2 separate regions of the Mus musculus genome follow, and region 1 is linked to region 2. A link is a contact called in public Hi-C data. All regions are on one chromosome and are shown on one strand. The core of a region is the stretch at or near the end of the contact, and the rest is flanking DNA. Distances in the headings are between cores, read along the strand shown. Region 1 has its middle 17 kb from the start of Tpp2. Region 2 overlaps Nck2 (non-catalytic region of tyrosine kinase adaptor protein 2).

The links. A called contact is a pair of places that touch in the nucleus more often than the background predicts.
Region 1: a contact with region 2 is called in a Hi-C map of bone marrow-derived macrophages, with 2.6 times the contacts expected there. The contact joins two enhancer-like sites. A contact is called at or near these places in 1 of 39 promoter capture datasets (the C10 cell line), 1 of 484 Hi-C or Micro-C datasets (bone marrow-derived macrophages) and 1 of 115 datasets of contacts at active chromatin or transcription factors (pancreatic cancer cells).

What each region holds. Positions count from the first base shown.
Region 1 is chr1:43,915,801-43,918,791 of GRCm38.p6, forward strand. No RefSeq gene overlaps it. Among named protein-coding and RNA genes, the nearest start is that of Tpp2, 17 kb to the right of the region's middle. Within about 2 kb of position 1,256, at least 18 of the 459 cell types and tissues checked have an H3K27ac peak or open chromatin away from gene starts, as enhancers often do. A contact at or near this core is called in bone marrow-derived macrophages, where this site is marked.
Region 2 is chr1:43,456,346-43,459,326 of GRCm38.p6, forward strand. The region is part of intron 1 of Nck2 (non-catalytic region of tyrosine kinase adaptor protein 2); the gene reads left to right. Among named protein-coding and RNA genes, the nearest start is that of Nck2, 12 kb to the left of the region's middle. Within about 2 kb of position 1,301, at least 56 of the 459 cell types and tissues checked have an H3K27ac peak or open chromatin away from gene starts, as enhancers often do. A contact at or near this core is called in bone marrow-derived macrophages, where this site is marked.

The DNA of each region.
Region 1 (2,991 bases), core at 6-2,505, 460 kb after region 2:
TTCAAAGAAAAAGTTTCATCCTCCAGGGTTTCCAAGAAAACACAGTTTCAAAGCAAACTTTGTTTCTGCTTTTAGAAGAAAAAGACAAAAACAACAAAAACAAAATTAATCCCAGTGTTCTTAAGAAAACAGTAAAGACTAATTGTAGAAAAGCATGTAAATTTGTCAAAGTTTAAAAGTGAGGCAAAGAAGAACAAAAGAGAAGGGTAGATTTGCAACTGAGAAGTAATAAACAGATAACTGGCACACTACCCAATGGGATTCCTTTACATTTTAAAAAGAGATGGGGAGATAGCTCAGTCAGTAAAATACTCTTCTTGAAAACATGAGGAACTGTGTTCACTCTTTAGAATATATATAAACAAAAGCTAAGCATCATGCTGTATGCTTGTAACCCCAGCTCTGGAAAGCAGGGAGATCCCTAAAATGCCATGGCCAGCATTTGGTGAGTCTTGGTGAGTCTCAAGCCAATGAGAAACTTGTCTCAAAGAAAAAAAAAATGGTGATCAGCACATGAGGAAGGACACCTGATGTTGTTCCCTGACGTTCATATGTACATAAACATACACCATGCACCAACACACACACACACACACACACACACACACAAACACACATAAACACACACATACACACACACATACACACACATACATACACACACATACACACACACATACACTCACACACACACACACCTGCACACCTATGAACTCAAACAAATACACAGAAAAAGTTTCCATTTATTTTTCTCTATACACAACAGAGCTCTCTTAGATATACATTTAATGGCTAAGTAAAATTGAACTCAATGGCCCTCAACTTCTCCTAATGATAAAAATTACCTGGAATCTTTGTTATCTTTGTTTAAAATACAGATTATTGTGGACCTTCCTAAGAGACATTGATTTGGGATGTCTTAGCAATGCTTTCACGCTTTCTTTTAATCTCTCTCTGTGTATTGTATTATATACATGTATATGTATTCATGTAAGTATTAGTATTTTTGTGTGTAATCACTCTCACACACAAGAGTCAGGTTCTCTTACAGAAACCAAATTGGCTAGATCAACTAGAATACCTCATCAGAAAGCCCCTGGAATACACTTTTGTCTGCTCACCCCAGTAGTGGGATTATAGGGGTACATGCCGTGCTTTTATCTGGGTGTTGGAATACAAACTCAAGTTCTTCATGTTTGCAGGACAATTACTATGCTGAGTCATCTCTTAAGTCCCTTCTCTGTACTGTTAATAAGAGTATTGCATCATTTAGATCTTTGGGCAAGTTTGGAAACATTATTTGAGGAACTAGTTCTCTCAGTATTCAAATGTACTTCATTTTAATATACATATGATATGTGTGATATTTATGTGTATACATATGTCTAAATGTTATTTATCCTTTTTGTTTGAAATTGATAAGTATGCATTAAAATTCGTGAGAAACCCCACTAATTAGGAAATGAAAATTCATTTATCTTAAAATGTCTTGTTTCATTTTTTTACCTTTCACTGATTCTTCATCTTCAAACACCCCAAAAGGCTTTATGAATTGATTGGAATTGGATTGACCTAAACAAATACAAATAATTTCAGAAGATGAGAGAATTCTCAGCCTCCTCAATGCTCTGCCACTATATTTCACACACACACACACACACACACACACACACACACACACACACACACACACACACACAGAGAGAGAGAGAGAGAGAGAGAGAGTGAGTCATTTCTATAACCAGTTCTCCATTAGACATTCTTTCATATTTTATTTTTTATTTTATGTGTTTGGGTATCTTGTGTATGTTCAAATGTGTATATTGTGCTTACAGGCATTAGACCCCTGGAACTAGAGTCAAGAGACAGTTATGAGTTTACATGTAGTTTCTGGGAACTGAATATGGGCCCTCTAGAAGACTTGGCAGTGTTATGAACCACTGAACCATCCCTCCAGCCCTAGATATTAAAATGGTGCTGTGAAATTTGAGGATTATTTTACCACAGCAAATTAAATTATAGGAACTGAACATTTGTCAATAATATTTTACAAATTATAAACTGATTTAACTCACAGAGGAATGTAAAAATGCCTTTACCATATGCTTAAACTTACTTTTAAAATAACTTCTATCAAATGTAATAGTCCTTTAAAAATCTTACTGCCTATTAGCAAAATCTCACCTTGGAGTAACATAATGCTAACTGACTCATTTATTTATTGTCTAAACCATACACCAGGCACTACATGATAATAACAGCTATGCAATGCCATTGTGAAAAGTTTTGCATGTCATTGTTATAAACCCCCAACTTGTAGTTGAGTAAACAGAGACCTTGTTATAGGTCAGTAACCAATAAGTGACAGAACTAGGCTCAAAGGCAAGGTCTTTCAACTTTTGCCTAAATGCCTTGCAACCTACTTCCTGCCTCTCTGGGTCAACCTGCCTCTGCTTGGATCATTACTGAGATGATTCTTAAGTGGAGTCATAAGTCAAACATATTACTCTGCTACTCCAAGGTGTGGATCATGGTATGTAAAAAACTGTGCAGGACCACAAAAGTCAACAATTATACTTATGCAGGCACAGGCCTGACCCAAAGAGAGGTCCAAATCTCTGAAATACTTTCTGCAAGTAACCCAGGGACAGAAAGAATGATACCATGAACAAATCCCTCATTGTCATAAATAATACAGGTGTTGTCATCATCATAGTAATTACCTGCCTCCCCCCACCCAAAATCAGTGGGCATGTTTTTGCAGGCTAATATATACATCAGGGATTTGGATGAGTCCCAAAAAATACAATGTTGTGCCTTAGATCCTATGGCCTCGTGCTAAGAGCTGGTTATCACCCTCTTCCTCCCTATTCCCTTCCTGGCACCTGAAGCTGTAAAAGCTGAATTATAGTCCCCTCTTCCCTATCTCTTCCTGAGTTCCCATGACATCCAAGGACATGAGTCACGCCTGAGCCCAGCCTGACACCCAAG
Region 2 (2,981 bases), core at 51-2,550:
TAACTAGCTCAGAATACCCCGAGTTAATCGGCCTTGGCCGGAGTGAATGCAATTTTCTCCACATAAGTGTTAGTGAAGTTGCTTTTAGGAGACCAATTTCATTCCTCCATTTTCATTAACATAGTGAAAGTTATACGTGTTTAGAACGCCTGAATACCACTTGTACATCTATGTCCTTAAATATGTAAAGGAGACACTTCTATGTACTTGACTCTTTGTGTGTGTGTGTAAAATAATGCCAAAGTTTGTCAGTCTGCTTATCCGTGTCCAGTCATCATACCTGTACCACATACCTAGGAAGAGCCCATTGTTGCATTGTGACACCTATCTGAGCTGTGAATAAAGTCCATTGCTCTCAGAAAAGCCCACTGATGTGGGGTAATAGGGGACCCTTTATCAGTTGCGTGAGCAATGGCTGATCAAAAGACATCAGTTTTCTTAGAAACTTTACACGGATGATTATCCAGAGAGATGTATTTTGTTATTACCAAAGTTCACGGGCTTGAGGGCTCAACCTGGTTTGTTTTGAGCTGGGCACGCGCGTTAGTGTTTGAATGTTTGATGTCTGCTTTCTATGGTCCTTACCCTCTTCAAAGAGAGAGCACAAATACCACAAATTAGACCTTAGGAAGGAGAAGGAAAGGGGAAATTCTAATTTGGCTGTTAGTTGCTGACTCCCAGCATCTACACAACTATGGATTAGCCAGCCTAGGATATGATGACTGTCTGATTTTTTTTTTTTCCCTTTGTAAATAGGCTCTTTCTTGATCAAGCAGAGGAAAAAAAAAAAGGACCCTAGCAATGTGGAGGAGGCTTGCCAGTTGGAGTTGCCTTGTCTTCGCAGCTGTCTGTGTTGTGTTGATTATTTCCTGTCCTTTCTTCTTCCTCTTTTGACCGAATTTCTTATCACCATTCTTCCGGTTCTGTTACTAGGATGAATACTATACAACACAGTGAAATTTCAGTGTTCTGAGATCTTAAATCTTATAGCTTATCTTTTCTCTAGCCCTATCTCCGATGGCTGAGGATCCTCTGGAAAGTTAATGGTAACTCTTGGGGGACAGAGGAACTGCTGAAGTTAGGTGAGGCTGAGCAATGTATGTATCTTTTTGTTGCCTATAGGCTATTCAGTGCCTTTTCTTCTTGGAGGGTGGGTAGAAGGAATCTTCTGTTGTGAATCGGATGTTTTGTAGATGAAGAAATTATCCAAACTGGCCGTATGCTCCCAACTGTGAATGGCTTTCTGGAGAGAGATCTGTGGTATGGGGATGTTTCTTGAAACCTGCACTCCACTGCGGTTTGTCTCCTGCCTGTAAGCATCTGCCTTAGGTGGGGGATATTTTGGCTTTTCATTATAATTTGAACTGTATTAAATTATATCATTCTAAACTTGATTAATAGGTTTATCTCAATTGGGATGTCTAAAGTCTTGATTCCTATGGGAAGTAGAGATTCTTTGTTACTGATTTGGCTAGTTACACAATTGCATGTATCTTCTCTTAACACTGTTTTGTGTTTTTGTGAAAGAGGTTGCCACAGTGTTTCTTACAGGGCTTTGGCGCTTTTATAGTTAGTGTGATGTAGTCCTTGATTGGTAGAACGTTTCCTTTAGGAAGCATGAATAAATGATTTAAGTGGCAGATCCAGGGCCCTGCTAGTGTATCAGATCCTGCACAGAGGTTGAGGCTGAAAGTGGGTGGATGTAGAGGTGACAGATCATGTTATTCTTCAGACCTCTCTTGTGTGGTGGACTACTGTTGGGATTGTATTTTGAATAAGCAGTGTTCACTTAGTGAGTATTTATTGACACCAACTGTGTGCCAGGGCTGTGGGAGCCAGCCAGAGATCTACCCCCAGGGAGCCTGTAAACTAGCCTAGAGATTTCTTTTAGTCCACACTCATTTCTGACCTTTAATCACCATCTCCACATTTGCGTGAGAGGTGACACTACACAAAGTCTCTCCCACCCTCCCTAACACCAACAGAAATGTAGTTCCAGTATTTTGGAGAAGGATAACTCTTTCCCAAGTTCCTTGGAGGTGGAGGCTAGAATGGTCACCTGAGAGTTGTTCCCTGGTGTAGCTGTGTACGTTGGTGGCTGCCTCAACATACTCATCCACTCATGTAGATATTTCAAGGACTCAGATGAAAGTCAGACCATTTGTTTGCACACAGTAGACTCTTGTTTTGGGGTTAGCTAAACCTGTTCTTTCTTATAATGTAAACTCTGCTTGTCTGTTGCTTACTTATTTAAAAAAAATCAGTAAAACTACTTATTGAAGGTTTTAGCTGAATATTGCATTTAGGTAGCACACAGATAATTTATTTCTTGTTTTGTTTGATAATGGTGTAAATGCACTAGCTCACATTTTGTTTGTTTTTATGTATGGATTTTGAGATAGGTTTTCAGGCCCTGGCTGGCCTGAAACTCAGAGATCCACCTGCCTTTGCTTCCTGAGTGCTGCAGTTAAAGACATGGGCCACCTTTTAATTTAGAGAGGGTTTATTCAGTCAAATTTCTGTTTCTTGTGGAACAGTGGGTTTTGCAGATCAACCCTGTCCAGCTAAGGCAAGGGCTTGTTTTGTTTTCTCCTAGGTCTGATTTGGAAAGTACTTCCTTTGAAACTTAAAACTGTTTCTTACTCTAGTTTGAATGTTTCTTTTTATATCAAGGTCCTGAATTTTTGTAAATGCAGCTTTTCAGACTGCCAGTTTCTCAATCCAGTGCCCAGATCACAAAGGTGGTTTGTGAAACTTTTCTAGAGGTGGATAGGTGTCAGCCTTTATTTTTAAGTTTTGTTTAGCATAGGAGAACAAACCAACATTGCTTTTCAACGTAAATAGGGTCTTGGTTATTCCTGCCGAAGTAGCCTTCATTTCCTTTGGCTTCAGATAATATGGATTAATGTAAAAGGGGTTTTTGTGAAATACTAGAATTAATTAGTGATAGACTAGTTAAGGCTCCATTGTTTCTCTTGAAG